Regions from separate parts of the Zea mays genome. Here regions 2, 3 and 4 are each linked to region 1. Evidence: chromatin contacts called from public Hi-C data. All regions are on one chromosome and are shown on one strand. Each heading gives the region's core, a stretch centred on a gene start, on an enhancer-like site or on the middle of the called end of the contact. The rest is flanking DNA. Distances are from core to core; before and after follow the strand shown. Region 1 overlaps LOC100282263 (protein YIP1). Region 2 holds the start of LOC100274584 (alpha/beta-Hydrolases superfamily protein). Region 3 has its middle 38 kb from the start of LOC542222. Region 4 holds the start of LOC542222 (fatty acid desaturase 7).

Region 1 (3,750 bases), core at 316-2,815:
TTGAAGTATCATTAAGCAACCTGTAGAGTCCAAATGAGACCGGCACCTAACCTCTCATCCACGTAGCGGCCTATGCATCGTTTTCAGTGGATGCCTGGACATTCGTTCACATGTGCTGACAACGATCTTTTAAATGCATGTGCAACGCGTGCTTGATGGACAAGGATGACAGGCAGCCAAATTTCGTCCCCCCACGTTCGCGGTTCGTTCATACTTCATACAGAGGCGTGAGAGCACTTTTTTTCCTCGATTGACACATAAGAGGTGCGGTGTCATTTCGTTAAGAAACTTCATTAAGAAAGATAACAGTATATCACATGTGAGGAGGCATGTCCCTCACTTAGGACTGGTAATAGATCTCGATCTAAATGCTTTTTCACAAAATGACAGAGTCCTAAATAAATTTATGTTCAAAAATAAATAGAAATAGGATTTAATTCTAATCTGATATTTAAATTTTATAGTGTTAAATTTAGAGCTCATTGTCGTCCCTACCCTCACCACACCAACACTCTAGAGAACAAACGCGCCACACACAATGACAAACAAAACGACACTACATGACACTTAAGTGTCCAGCCTACACGCCCCATCGAGCAGCTCCTTGAGTGTCATGTTACCAGCATGACAACAAAGCTTGGTCTCCTTACTAACTTCTTGGCAGACTAAAGGGACACTAGAATTAAGACCCTCAAACACACATGCATTCCTATGCTTCCAAAGAGTCTAGGCCACAAAGATGACTAGGGAATTAAACCTTTTCCTCTTCTCCTTTGGCAAATTGTTGGCTGCCCAATACCACCACGCAGAGAAAGATCACACATCAGGTTGGGGAGCAAATGCCTGCAGACCAACACACATAAAGATTTTGGTCCAAACCTCCCGAGAGAAGACACAAGACACAAGAATGTGTTGTATATTCTCCACATCTTGATCACAGATGAGGCAAAGACAGTGGTGTGGCAGCCCATGCTTTGCTAGGTGATCTGTTGTCCAACACCTGTTCTTGATTGCTAACCAAATGAAGAACTTCCATCGAAGAGGGGTCCTTGTTTTCCAAATCCTTTTCCAAGGTACAAACTTAACTGAACCTAAAAAGAAGGCGTTGTAAGCAGATTTAGAAGTGTACAACCCTGAATTTGTTAGCTTCCATATGTGCTGATCTGAAACAACAGGCTGCAAGGTAAAATCATCAACTACTTCCCAGAGTTTCAGGTATTCAACAAGCACCTGTACAGTGAGGGCACCCTGGATATTAGCAGTCCAGGACCTGCAGCCCAACGCTTGAGAAACAGTGTGTTGTCTCCTTGCTCGTTTAGGAATTACGTGAAAGAGATTAGGGACCAGCCCAGTGTGTTGTCTCCTTGCTCGTTTAGGAATTACGTGAAAAGGATTAGGGACCAGCTCACCTACAGTGCAATCGCGCAGCCAACTATTTGTCCAGAATTTAGCGGCCTGACCATCGAAGAGAGGGCACTGAAAAGGCAGCCCTTCCCAAGGTCAAGAATCGGTTTTTTAGCCACAGCCAACGGATGCGCAAGGCCCATCCCATTGATTCAAGGTTGGGTATCCAAGACCATCATACTGTAACGGCCTCAACCTTTTCCCAAGTGAGCACTGAATAGTGCCTAAAGTATCTAACCAACCAAAACGTTTGAAATAGAGCTAGGCAAATAAAAAGATGTTTCTCTTGTCATACTCCCTCGTCCTAAAATATAATTATTTCTAGCCCTTTTTTAATGAACGATAATAAATAGACATACATACAAATTATATTTATAAATTAATTAATAAATGTTTGCTTAGTCTAAAACAAATTACATTTTAGGGCAGATGGAGCATAGAACTTGCAACCATGCTATAAATATATAATATAATGATGTCTTTTCCCTTTGGAATAAGATAGTGTCAGCCTTTTCACATATGAACGAGAAATGTAAATAAGATAATGCCAGCCTTTGACGTATGAACCAGAAAATAGTGACACGAGTGAACACACCGAGGACAAATTATAAACATCATATTTTGCTATCCCAGAAGATAAACTCAATGCGGGGGTCAACTTGTAACAAATGAAAGAAAACTAACGTTCTTTTGATTTATGATGATTCGGTAACTAACTACCACGATATCGAAAGATAGAAAAACTCTTTGCCAAAATGAACCACTGACAAATAAACAGTAAGAAGAAAAGAAATGCCACGGTGATCCTAAAAAAATATAAGTCGTGGTAAGTACCATAACAAACAAGATTTGCACCGACCACGACCAAGCCTAGAGAGTACGATTTCCACCAATACTTCGGCAAAAACCTAATTACTGCACATTTGCTGTTTCTGGACCTCGATTTCCTTTTCTTTTTACTAAGATCTACACCGAACACCAACCATGCCCACTGGAACTAATAGATCACTACAGAACAATTCCCCAAAGTGGCCAGATACTATGTAGTTCTGCAACAACATAGCAAAACACTCCAGTGACTGGTGGCAGTCCACTGTCCACATCATCCGCTAAACAAATTGCGAACATAGTCTGCATAGAAAGGAGAGAAATAGTGTTTTAAATCTGTACACAGTATCAATAAAAAGCAATCCTAAGCAATATAAAGTTTTTATAATGCACAAAGTTGCAAACACAAGTACAAAACAACAGCGCTAGCAGATAATCCTTAGGGCTTGTTCAGTTGCGAGGGGATTAAAGGAGATTGGATAGGACTAAATCCCTTCCTAGTCAAAAATGAATAGAAAGGGATTTAATCCCCCTCAATCCCTTACGATCAAAGTGCAACCGAACAAGGCTATATGGCAATAACAAGCTAAATGGACCGTGTGAAGGATCGGGTAACAAATATTATCGTGGTCAACATATTCATCATTTTCATATGCTTACACTTCACCACATCACCAATTGTGCTAAAAGGTACTATTTCCATTAACCGAGAGGACAAGCAATCAATAAAGAAAAGAGCATTCACTTTTTTCCCCACCACAGTAAAACCAAATTTCATTACCGTGTCAACGAAAACAATGTAGTTGCTACCCACCCCCCATGTTTCTGATCACCAAGGGATCAGCCAACTAACAACCGAACTAACAGAGCTCACCAACAGACCCAACCTAGCAAAGACTGATAAAGAGACGAGCGTTCACCAATACTCTTGGAAGGCTAATCCAGCTCCAGACCTCCATGATCTGGGTTCAATGACAGGAGTACCCAACAAAGTGTAGAGGCATGGCAGTACATAGCACTGTGGTGACTTAAGCTTGAGGCCATTGACCATTGACCCTGGAGTGCATAAAGAGAAACACAGACTGAATCTCAGCTGGACTAAGTGCCATAAGATTGAGCGCCACCATTGGTTTAGGGAGTATCGTCAAGCACCACTGCAAATGGCGAGCAACCTTATTCGACCTTTTGTTGCCTTATACAAATGACAGGATAGGATTTTACATTCCCGCACACAGTACCAAGGTTGAGGTGGCAGCCAGCCACCACATGAGGACAATTGATGGCAACATCCATCCATCCCCCGAGCCAGATTAAGCATCAGCAGCAAGCTAAACACTCCAAGAGGTCATTTCAACTTTTGCAGCAGCAGCAGGCAACCATGTGATCCTCTGTCATCAGATCCAATCACTCACATGCTGAGGTGAGCAGCTGTTGCCACCAAATCAAAACCAACGCAGGGTGTTTCGCATCATAGCACTGTCAGCATGGACACCATAAAAAATGTTCAGACCAGCGAGC
Region 2 (3,574 bases), core at 463-2,962, 210 kb after region 1:
GAAATGCCAACAGTGTCCGGTAAATGATGTAACGCTCTGATAAACTAACATGCCATACCAACTCGACTAGACTCCCTACCTGCTAGCCTTGATGAAAGAAAAGAATGAGGATAAATCAGTGAAAATCTTGCTCTGTTAGCTGAAACTCCTTGTTCTTGATAAGCCAGATGCCGTCCATCAGGAAGTTGGATTCTATCAGCACTTGGGGGGCCGATGATAAGTTTCTTTGGAAGCTCTACTGGAGTTTCATTGCCACTCCCAAAACCTAAAACTGCATGGAGAACATTCTCATTAAGCAATTAAAGTGGTGCACTGATCTCTACACGGACAAACTGTATCAGGTGTGAACATTTCGGCACTAATGAATATATTTTGCATTGTGCTATTATAACTGGATGGCCATAAATTTATAACATTATGATATCATGGAAGATGTCACATTAAATTCATAAATTATTCGAAACATATATAAATTAACATGTTGCAGTTCTCAAGCAAGAAGCTTTGGCCCACAATGAACCAAACTGATCACAAAATGTACACAATAAATCAGTGACAGAGTAAATCGGACTAAAATGAGAAATAAACAGTGCTCTCCATGGAAATCAATTACTTAAACTAGACACACTAGACAAACCATCTGTACATATGTGAATGAAATAGGATGAAACAGTTCCCCTTGTCCCATTCCGTGACAAGGAACTCAAAAGGTAAAACAATTGACTAGTGGTATCCTTAACCATTGCAATGATTCAGCGGATCAAACACAAACCCAGAATACGCATGAAACAGTAGTGTAGTTGTGGGTTCTTCTTGTCAACGCAACGTTGAGCGAGTAAACTAGGCATGACCCCAGGGTCTGAAAATGTATGGTTGCGAATGCCACGTTTTCCCACCAACTGGACAGTGAAACGTACTACAGACTAGATATCTGCTCACAGAGAGAAGTTACAATCCAAAATTCAAAATAAAACCCGCAACAGAAACTGAAACACGAGTTTATTCCCGATTCTCCACAGTCAGTTAGATCCATCCCCGTAAAAGAACAAATACGAGACAAAACCCATACAGCATGTTGCGTGACGCCACGAACCACAGTTGCAGGCTCAGCTAGAAGCAGAGACGCGTCACGCGAGCGCGGGGCGTAGCGGCGCTGACGCGGACAAGAGCGGCGGACGCGAGATCAGCGGTTACCTAGGAGCGAGACGAATGCGACTGCGGCGACGGTGAGCCAACACCTCACCGGGTCGCGCTCCTCGGGGAGGTACTCGTTCATGAAGCTGAGGCGCTTCCCCGTAGCCGCCGCCCGCTTCCGGAGCCGCCGCGCCACCTCGCTGTCCTCGGCGCCGGCGAGGCTCTGCGCGGCGACGTCCCACAGCCCCCGGCCCAGCTCCCGCAGCATCTCCGCCGTCGACTCCGCGAACCCCTTCGCCTGCTGCGCCCACCCCTCCTCCGCCCTCCCCTCTTCCTCCTCCCCGTACCACCCGGCCCCCGCCGCAGCAACATTCGCCGCCGCCGGCGCGTGACCTCCGGCGCCGGGGAGGCGAACGCCCGTGTTCCCCACGTGAGTGGCCAGGTCCTCGTGCCACGTCATCGTCGCCGCCGACGACGTCTTGCCGCCGCGGCGCCGATCGCTTTGGCTCCGCCTGTACGGCTGTACGTGCTCCCGTGCAAGTGAGAGGTTTGGAGATTGGGAAGCGAGGAAGGGAGGAGTGGGAGCTGGAAACCGAGGCGAAATGGCGAGCTTGAGACGTTTGGCTGACTTGTAGGTCCCGCTAGGCTGTGTGGGTAAAACTGTACTAGGAGTCTAGGAGTTTCTGGTGGGTGTCTCTGGCTTTGGTGGTTCCGGGCCCGGGTTGCTTTCTTCCCCACGACCACGAGCGTCCACGGATCTAGGCCGTAGGAAATGTGAGAGGCGGCACGGCGGCTCGCAACTGCCACGGAGTTGTACTGGCATGCAGGAGTGCTGGAGTGGGTCACAAAAATTGAAAAGTGGTGTTTCCATTTTGTTCCTGCGTTCACAACAAGAAAACTTAGGGCCTGTTTGTTTACCCCTCAGATTATATAATATGGATTAAATAATCCTAAGAGGCAAACAAACAGTCCAGCTTATTTGCCGAGATTATATAATCTAACTCTTTAGATTATGATAATCCATAAGCAAGTGAGGAGGTGCTTATTTCAGATTATTTTTTTCCCACTTCCCCACTACCCTTTAAAGTTTCCTAGAAATTACCCACCATTGCCATTATAACCCACCATTGGCATTAATGTCTTCATCATACAAAAGAATCTTATTAACAACTCAAATAATCTGGATAAACAAACGGGACTACTCAGATTATATAATCCAGATTATATAATCCTCCAAAAATAATCTAGATTATATAATCCATGGGGTTAAACAAACAGGCCCTTAAGAGACTACTCTTGTAAATGTCCGAATTAAGTTGTTTACAGACATTTGAAGTTTTCAACGTTATCCCACACATTTGTTTAGTGCACTGTGTCAACAAAATTTAGAAATGAAATTGATGTTGTAGATATTGGGTTCTTCTTATAGGCTTAGTCAAAATCCAAGAAGATTGACCTAACAAAACTAAAACAGTACACAATCTAAAATAGTAAAATGGACTGGGTACTTAGTACTCCTCTAATTAAATTAATTAATTACCTTAGGTTATTTTTTTATAATAGCTATTTTAATGGCACAAATTTTTATTTAAAGTATCTGTACGTAAATGATTGTTCAGATAATTATTTATTTAATTGGAAAAACATCTTTTCACGTGAAATTTAACACTACTAGTCGGTTGCCCGTGCGTTGCTACGGCTTACAACAATACCCACGTAAACTATCCACCAAAAAATTTTCAAGATTTTTTATTGATGGTATCCACTCTCTGTATAATATTTTTTGATTTGGCTAACTCATGTTATTGTTTACTCCATGCAATATATCATGGTACAACACGGTCAATGAAGTGAGCGATTAAAAGAGAGTTCATAACGACTAACTAAACAAACAGAGATTATAAAATGACATAATTTCACCATACAGAGACCAAATAAGAGAAAATTTGTGAGCTCAAGTTTCTAAAATAAGTCACATGAACTCAAACTTATAAAAAAGTTGGATCAAAATATGGAGTGATTGCTAAGGCAGGCATCAATAAAAATTGGATGCGCTCCATATAAGTTATACTACTTCGTAGCAATTACTAACGTTTAAAACAAACAAATAACCTTTTATTTTACTGTTAGTGTGATAAATCATCGTTGCTCTATCCAATTCAGCAACCTCAAACACCATGGAGTCCATTGCGCCAATGTGGTCTTAGAAATAACCTAATGCTTGCAAGAGCCAAGAACATCGTGTCATGCTTGGGCTGTAGCCTCGGCCTGTAGTGCTGGTCCGGCCCGACACGATTATATTTTTTTTTATTTTTTTAAAAAAACGTATATACATATATACAATTTATATTCAATATTAAAAATATCTGAACATGATGTTCTACTGGTTAGACAACTTCATCTAATGTTTACCGCCCTTGTTCCATCAGAGCATGGATTC
Region 3 (3,617 bases), core at 690-3,189, 130 kb before region 1:
ACACAATCTTAGGTCGCACCTTAGACTCACAAGCTCATACAAGCTCACAAGCAATACATCCCACAGTGGAGTAGGGTATTACGCTCTGGCGGTCCGAACCACTCTAAATCCTTGTGTGTTCTTGAGTTCTTCCCGTTCAACCTAACGATCAAGCAAAACGCCTAAGCCCCTCCTCATTTCAGGATTTAGGGCGGGTGCACTCCACCACCCGGCCGGAGATTTACTCTCCGACATGCTTATACCCATACTCCCTCGAAACAATCCTCAAATTCAAGAAGATTTGAAACGATTTAATTGCATGGTGACCTATTCAACCTTATATGCTAGAGGTATGACGAGCTCTAATGAAAACAGAGATCCTCCGCAGGGGAAAGCCAAGTCATGCCGACCAGAATGCCAACGCCAATCCGACAATCCTCTTAGTCATGGATTTCATAGAGCACTTGAAAGGAGTCCAATGGCCTAGGGATTTTGATCCTGTGAGCATTGAAGCTTGTAACAGGAATACTAACTCGGTAGGATGGTTAGAAATTTATTGTTTGTCCATCTTGTCGACAGAAGGAGGACCCTTCATTATGGCAAACTACTTCATCAAGTGCCACAATTGTATACCAAGAAATTATTATTGGGTCCACCTGTAGATTCTGTCAACTCCTAGGAAGGATTAGCATACATATTCATGAGTCGCTTTAGGGCAGAAAGTATCCAGACTCAATACCATCTTGAGCAAATAATACAAAGAAAAAGAGAGTCCTTGTGTAGCTATGTGAGAAGGTGTCTTAACAAGATGGTAAACATCTTACATGTGCAAGAGAAGACCACCGCCAAAATCTTCAATAAGAATCTTTGAGGTCATAACTTATCTTGAGAGTCCACCTAAGTTATCACCGAATTACCAAAACTAAATTAGGACATTTCAATCTCATTGTTTCATAATTTATGACAACTTTATAAAAGTATAAAAAATAATAATTTATGACAACTTTATAAAAGTATAAAAATTAGACGCACGTATTTTTAAACTAGCACTTCGGCCAAGTGGCATAGGCGCTAGTACATCTACTTACTATATATAAATCGCAAGAGCATAGCTCGAAGGTGGTCTCCTCTTTTTGTTTTTGCTGTTGGATACACTATCAATGAATGAACACCTACCAACCGTTAGAAAACATGCTAGACACATCTACCACGTCACCTAGGAAACTTGCAAGTAGATCATGGATCATTTTCACTAGACGAGCAGCGCAACGGAAGACGAGTTGGAGCAGCGATCCAACGTAGGCGCGCGTCGATGGAGAGAAAGTAGCCGATCATGATCGCCTCCTCCTCACGGTTTGTCAGCACAACAGTCGCAGTTGCGACTCCACGATGTCCACACGTACGGGGATGGAACGCCTTTGCGCCGGTGTGCTAGCATCACACACACATCGAGAGTCTCACGACTAGGTCTGAAGAAAGCGACGACTAGGATTTACACATGTAGTGGAATGATTTAACCCTATCCCCTTTCTATCTATTTAGAACGTGTTAATGTGTTGCATCCCATTAAACCTTTAATCTCAGTTGGACCCTAATCCGAACTGTGTATGATTGTCTCTTAGACGTATCTCTGACACCTATGTCTTTTTTTTTCTCTTTTTGCCATTGTATACGTATCAATGAATGAACACATACCACCTTCTGTACTACTGGAGACTTCCACCTCTATGTGAAACTCAATGTTTTTCATATCTTCTCGAATACATGTGCGCAGGACGCGCGCACTATACTAGTGCAGGAAGAACGATTATTCATACACTATTGTGAAAGAGGAACTCACTATTGTAAAAGAGAAACCGTACGGGCATCGCATCATAAGGACGATACCATGAATGATTGTGTCTGGCTATTTTGCTGGGGGCACTGTCAATGGTGACATGGTGTCATGGTCGGAGATCATCTGGTTGGAGTCAAAAGAAGCCCAAGTGGGATGCGAACATAAGCTGAGTTGGCCAGATCAGGACGCGGAGCATGAGCTACCAATCTTTAACTAAATTTTCTTTTGGCCCATCCAAGTCTGAAACATGTGCGTGACAACAACCCTGCCGTTAGATATTGCTACCCCAAAGTGCTATGTGACTTGTGTCCCGCTCTATCCTGCATTCCTCATTATTGAATCTGCCACCTGATGACACGTTACATCTACGTTTACCAAAATTAAACTTGGTTTGGAGTAGACAAAACAAGAATTAATAAAAATTGATTTAGTACTAAAAGTATCTGAGTTGTATGGTCCGTTTGGTTCAGCTATAGAATTCTGAAAATTCAATTTTAAGTTATGAACCGTAAGTAAGCTGCCTTGAGCTGACGGTTATAGAAAAGTTAAAATATGTTTGGTTGATTCTATAAATGTATGATAGCTTGTTAATATGGATGACATAAATCTATAAAATATGGGGTAGAAGGTGAATCTGAATTGAACTAGAGTATCTATTGCTTTTCAAGAATTTATTCTGCTGTTATACCTATTTAGTCGTGATTTCAAATTTTTAATAGTGAATCTGGTTAAGAAAGCTGAACCAAACACACCCTTAGTTGGTGAAATCTGCAAACTGTTTTTCATAATAAAACTAGTTCTCCCTGGTTCACTTTTTCAATAAAACGACTTTGCCTAATTAGTACGATAACTAGTAGTATACATTTTGTGCTGGTTAATTAGTGTGGCCTAATGCATGCTTAGAGTATCTCCAAAAGACTATATATATATATATAGTTTATATATTAGGAGCCTTGGGCTTCCAATAACTAGAGGAAGCCCAGGTCGGACGGTGCAATCCGGTCGAGTCGGACCACATCCAGACGTCTATAAACAAGACCCAGAGTGCTAGGGTTCAGTTTTTTACACTCCACCCAGATTCATTAGCGACGCCGCGTGCGACGACGACGACGGTTGCCCCAAAGCGTGCGCGACGGTGGATCCCCAGCCGGTGGCCGCAACTCCATGACCTTGACGCACGGTGGCGGAGGTTCCTCGATCCGGAGTAGTGGCGGCAGTTCCCAGGTCGGTGGCGGCGGCTCCCCGATCCAGAGGGCGAGCGACAGCGGGGCCCTTGTGCGGGCAAGCGGCGGCGTCCCCGAGGTCCCGAGGAGGCGGCACTTCCAAGGCCGGCGAGCAAGCGACGCCCGTCGACGTGCGAGTAGCGACGGCGACGTATGAGGCGCGATCTTCGAGCGAGTGTTGTCACGGAAGGCCCGAGATGCGCGCAACGATGATCGCGCGTGACATCCTCTGATCCAGCGTAGTTTTCTTTTCGATTATTGTGTTTTATGCCTATCACATGTATTATTTACGCCAAAAACTGTACGATTTTATGCTTAAACACAAAGTTTGTATATCAGTTTACTGCATGCACATTGGAAAGACAATTCCTTGATTTATGCTGTTTGTAATTTGCGCGCATGCAATGGAAACTCCCACGATTTTTGCCATAATTTTTGGATCTGTATAAAAATAGAAACCGCATGCATGCGGCTGCCATATTTTCGGATCTGTCATAAAAATAGGATAGTAATAACAACCTACTAGAGCTATCAACCTCGCACATTGATTCGGTATTTACGCTTATAATTTAGTGATT
Region 4 (3,395 bases), core at 555-3,054, 170 kb before region 1:
GATAGAATGTGCTGATCCATTCCTCAAACCAAATAGAAATGTGAGGTCGGTTGTGATTAATCTTTTGATCTTAGGTAAGGTCAAGGTTCTACTGGGCTGCTCGCTATTGCAGGACTGTGTAGCTGTCACTGTGTAGCTCCAATTGAGAAATATTATCAGTATTAAACTGCTTTGATGGTTGCCTGGTCTATTGCTTGCATGTAGCATGCATCTCCGTGGAGATCCAAGTTGTTATACTTTGAGCTATTGCATCAAAGAGTTTAAGATAGTCTTTATATATTTTATTAAAACTTATGCATGTAGATGGAGTGCGTGAATGAATCATCAAAGACTATAATGTCTACCTGTGTGATATATATAGAAACCATAGCAATGCACGAGTATGTAACTATAAAACATATACATCAGTATTGTTTGAATTCACTAATTTTCTAAAATGATTACTATTTTAGAACTAAATTTTGACTTCCGTGGCAACGCACGGGCACACACCTAGTATAATAATTAAGCTTCCATGACCTACTGATATTAGTATTTTTATTTAATTTTATTTAACGACAAGCCTAATCAAAACCTGACCCTACCGGTCGTTAGATCCTGCTCCGGCCACGGACTAGGATCCGAGCCGAGCCCCACCACCAGGTCCACACCACGTCGCACCAAAAAAAGGTAGGATCCGCCCAAGATTCCCTTCCCCCGCGCGGGGGCTGGCCGTGTCAGCCAGATCGCACCGCGCGCCGACGTCCGTCCATCTCTTGGAGAGAGGAAAAATATCTCGGCGCGCCACCACCGTCCTCTGGTCGATCGACGGTGCCCGGGGGCCGCGAGTTCCACCACCACCAGCCAAGAGCGCCCGGCTACGTGGGCGCACCTGCACCACGGCACGTTACAGGCTTTCACATGCACCGTACTAGTAAGGTAACAAGCCGTCTCTTTTTTATTTTCCCGTTTGCTTTGTTGCAAAGAAGTCGTATATCTTGACCAGTGCAGGCCCTAGTACTGTACTGGTACGGAACATAGGGACCATCGAAAACGGAGACGCATTTTGTATATGTCTCTCAGAGTTCAATATAAATATATAATAATGCTGTGAGAACATGACTACTCAAAATATATATACTCCTTGATAAGTTGCTACACGTACATTTATAACCGAGCTAAGTTGTTGGCTACTGAGACGACTTTATCATTAAAAAAACAGGCCAACTTGTTACTAGCTCGTAATGTTCTTTAGATAGAGCTTGTGCGTCAGTTGGCTACAAAAAAAAAAAAAAGCTTACAAACCACCATGCATCATTCTTCGCTTCGACATTAACATGTACTTTTGTTGTACGTGTACAGTGTACTTCGTTGGGGGTTGGGGGATATGACCAACTAAGAACTGATCATGGACTTGTCTCCTCTTGCTAGCTAGCTGCTATGGATGAGCAGAGCACTACGCATACCATGATACCATGCGATTTCCACACGAGGCCCAACCCAACCCAACCCAACCCAAGGGAGTCAACACGTATTAAAAAGCAGGCACGCTCGCCGGCGTCGAAGCTCCCCTGACCCGACCCGCAACGATTCACACGTGCCTCAGCTCCTCTCGATTCGCGCCCGACCCACATTCCAGTCCGGTACCGCGTTCCGGTTCTCCGGTCCGAGTCCACCGCACCGCGTGCGGCGGCGTGCCGATCTCCGGCTCGCCTGTTACGGTGGCCTCGCGCGCCCGGTATAAAAGTACTTGGATTCTCTCAGCCTGCCCTGACAAGCCAGGCCACTCTACCACCGCACGCTCAACTCAAACCCCCGTCCCGAACGCAGAAGACCGGCGGCAGCGGCGGGGGTGTGTGTGTGTGGACTGGACTGTAACCAATTGCCATCAATCCAGGCATCCATCCATCCACCCGCCCCGCTGACGGCGGCAATGGCCCGGCTCGTGCTCTCCGAGTGCTGCGGCCTCGCGCCGCTCCGCCGCCTGCGCGCCGGCCGGGGCGCCATTGCGGCGCCGTCACCCCCCGCGCTCTCCGCGGCGCCGCGCCGTCGTCCCGCGTCCGCGTCCATCCACCGCGACTGGGCGCTCCGCGTCTCCGCGCCCACCCGCCTCGCCTCCGCCGCCGTCGAGGAGGACAAGCCGAGCGCCGCGCCGGGGCAGGAGGAGGGCGCGGCGGCCGGCGGGGAGTTCGACCCGGGGGCGCCGCCGCCGTTCGGGCTGGCGGAGATCCGCGCCGCCATCCCCAAGCACTGCTGGGTCAAGGACCCCTGGCGCTCCATGAGCTACGTGCTGCGCGACGTCGCCGTCGTCCTGGGCCTCGCCGCAGCGGCCGCGCGCCTCGACAGCTGGCTCGTCTGGCCGCTCTACTGGGCCGCGCAGGGCACCATGTTCTGGGCGCTCTTCGTCCTCGGCCACGACTGGTAGGCCTCCAGCCCTCCACGGTCCCGTGCCCAACATTGGATACTCTTTTTTTTGTCCTGTTATTTTCATTCATGCCAGTTTTAGGCCTTTGACTCCTGCTGCATATCTGCTGTTTGCAGTGGACACGGGAGCTTCTCGAACAACCCCAAGTTAAACAGCGTCGTCGGCCACATACTCCATTCCTCCATTCTTGTGCCATACCACGGATGGTAGGATTACCCATGTTTCCTATGCTCGTTAGTTTCTGTCGAGGATCATCGTTGATGTTGTAAGTGAATGGAATTTCAGGAGGATTAGCCACAGGACGCACCATCAAAACCACGGTCACGTTGAGAAGGACGAGTCCTGGCACCCGGTAGGTTTCCTGTCGCTCTCCCTCTTTTGTTGGAGCTTCACAAGTTATTGCTGATGGCGCATGTCGATGAATGATGGTTTCTCGGATTGCGATTACTTGCAGCTACCAGAGAGGCTGTACAAAAGCCTGGACTTTATGACTAGGAAACTGCGGTTCACCATGCCGTTCCCCTTGCTCGCGTTCCCGTTATACTTGGTGAGGCTAAGAACATGTCTATCGATGACGCATGAATCGGACGTTTTCTGTTTTACAGCGTGGTAGTGGTGCTAAATTCCTGCCATGCGGGTTCATGTGTGTTATGTAGTTTGCGAGGAGTCCAGGGAAGTCAGGATCACACTTCAACCCAGGCAGTGATCTGTTCCAACCTACTGAAAAGAATGACATCATAACATCGACGGCGTCCTGGCTGGCCATGGTTGGTGTTCTGGCCGGTCTCACCTTTCTGATGGGTCCTGTTCCGATGCTAAAGCTCTACGGAGTCCCATACTTGGTAAGAGCGGCATGCCCTCCTCTTCGGCCCAACTTCTGCAAAAAAAGATAATTTGAATGGGTGGTGTCTGTGGTGCTGTAAATTTATGTTCCTGCTGGTGTGTGCAGGTATTTGTTGCTTGGCTGGATATGGTCACATACTTGCACCAT

Evidence for each region. A called contact is a pair of places that touch in the nucleus more often than the background predicts.
Region 2: a Hi-C map of tassel shows a contact between it and region 1, with 4 times the contacts expected there. The contact joins the promoter of LOC100274584 here to the enhancer-like site in region 1. A contact is called at or near these places in 5 of 25 Hi-C or Micro-C datasets (ear, leaf, leaf mesophyll and 2 more).
Region 3: a Hi-C map of ear shows a contact between it and region 1, with 2.0 times the contacts expected there. The contact joins two enhancer-like sites. A contact is called at or near these places in 3 of 25 Hi-C or Micro-C datasets (ear, leaf and seedling).
Region 4: a Hi-C map of endosperm shows a contact between it and region 1, with 3 times the contacts expected there. The contact joins the promoter of LOC542222 here to the enhancer-like site in region 1. A contact is called at or near these places in 4 of 25 Hi-C or Micro-C datasets (bundle sheath, ear, endosperm and 1 more).

Annotation. Positions count from the first base shown.
Region 1 is chr9:144,101,851-144,105,600 of Zm-B73-REFERENCE-NAM-5.0, forward strand. It overlaps LOC100282263 (protein YIP1), which reads right to left. Exons shown (of 2, transcript NM_001155175.2): 2 at 2,074-2,535. Among protein-coding and RNA genes, the nearest start is that of LOC100282263, 7.6 kb to the right of the region's middle. Within about 2 kb of position 1,566, at least 16 of the 20 cell types and tissues checked have an H3K27ac peak or open chromatin away from gene starts, as enhancers often do. A contact at or near this core is called in ear, endosperm, root tip and 2 more, where this site is marked.
Region 2 is chr9:144,313,388-144,316,961 of Zm-B73-REFERENCE-NAM-5.0, forward strand. LOC100274584 (alpha/beta-Hydrolases superfamily protein) reads right to left here and starts at 1,713. Exons shown (of 5, transcript NM_001148937.1): 1 at 1,195-1,713; 2 at 80-271. The coding sequence starts at 1,594.
Region 3 is chr9:143,970,597-143,974,213 of Zm-B73-REFERENCE-NAM-5.0, forward strand. No RefSeq gene overlaps it. Among protein-coding and RNA genes, the nearest start is that of LOC542222, 38 kb to the left of the region's middle. Within about 2 kb of position 1,940, at least 9 of the 20 cell types and tissues checked have an H3K27ac peak or open chromatin away from gene starts, as enhancers often do. A contact at or near this core is called in ear and seedling, where this site is marked.
Region 4 is chr9:143,932,354-143,935,748 of Zm-B73-REFERENCE-NAM-5.0, forward strand. LOC542222 (fatty acid desaturase 7) reads left to right here and starts at 1,805. Exons shown (of 8, transcript NM_001279611.2): 1 at 1,805-2,400; 2 at 2,521-2,610; 3 at 2,690-2,756; 4 at 2,859-2,951; 5 at 3,061-3,246; 6 at 3,354-3,395. The coding sequence starts at 1,913.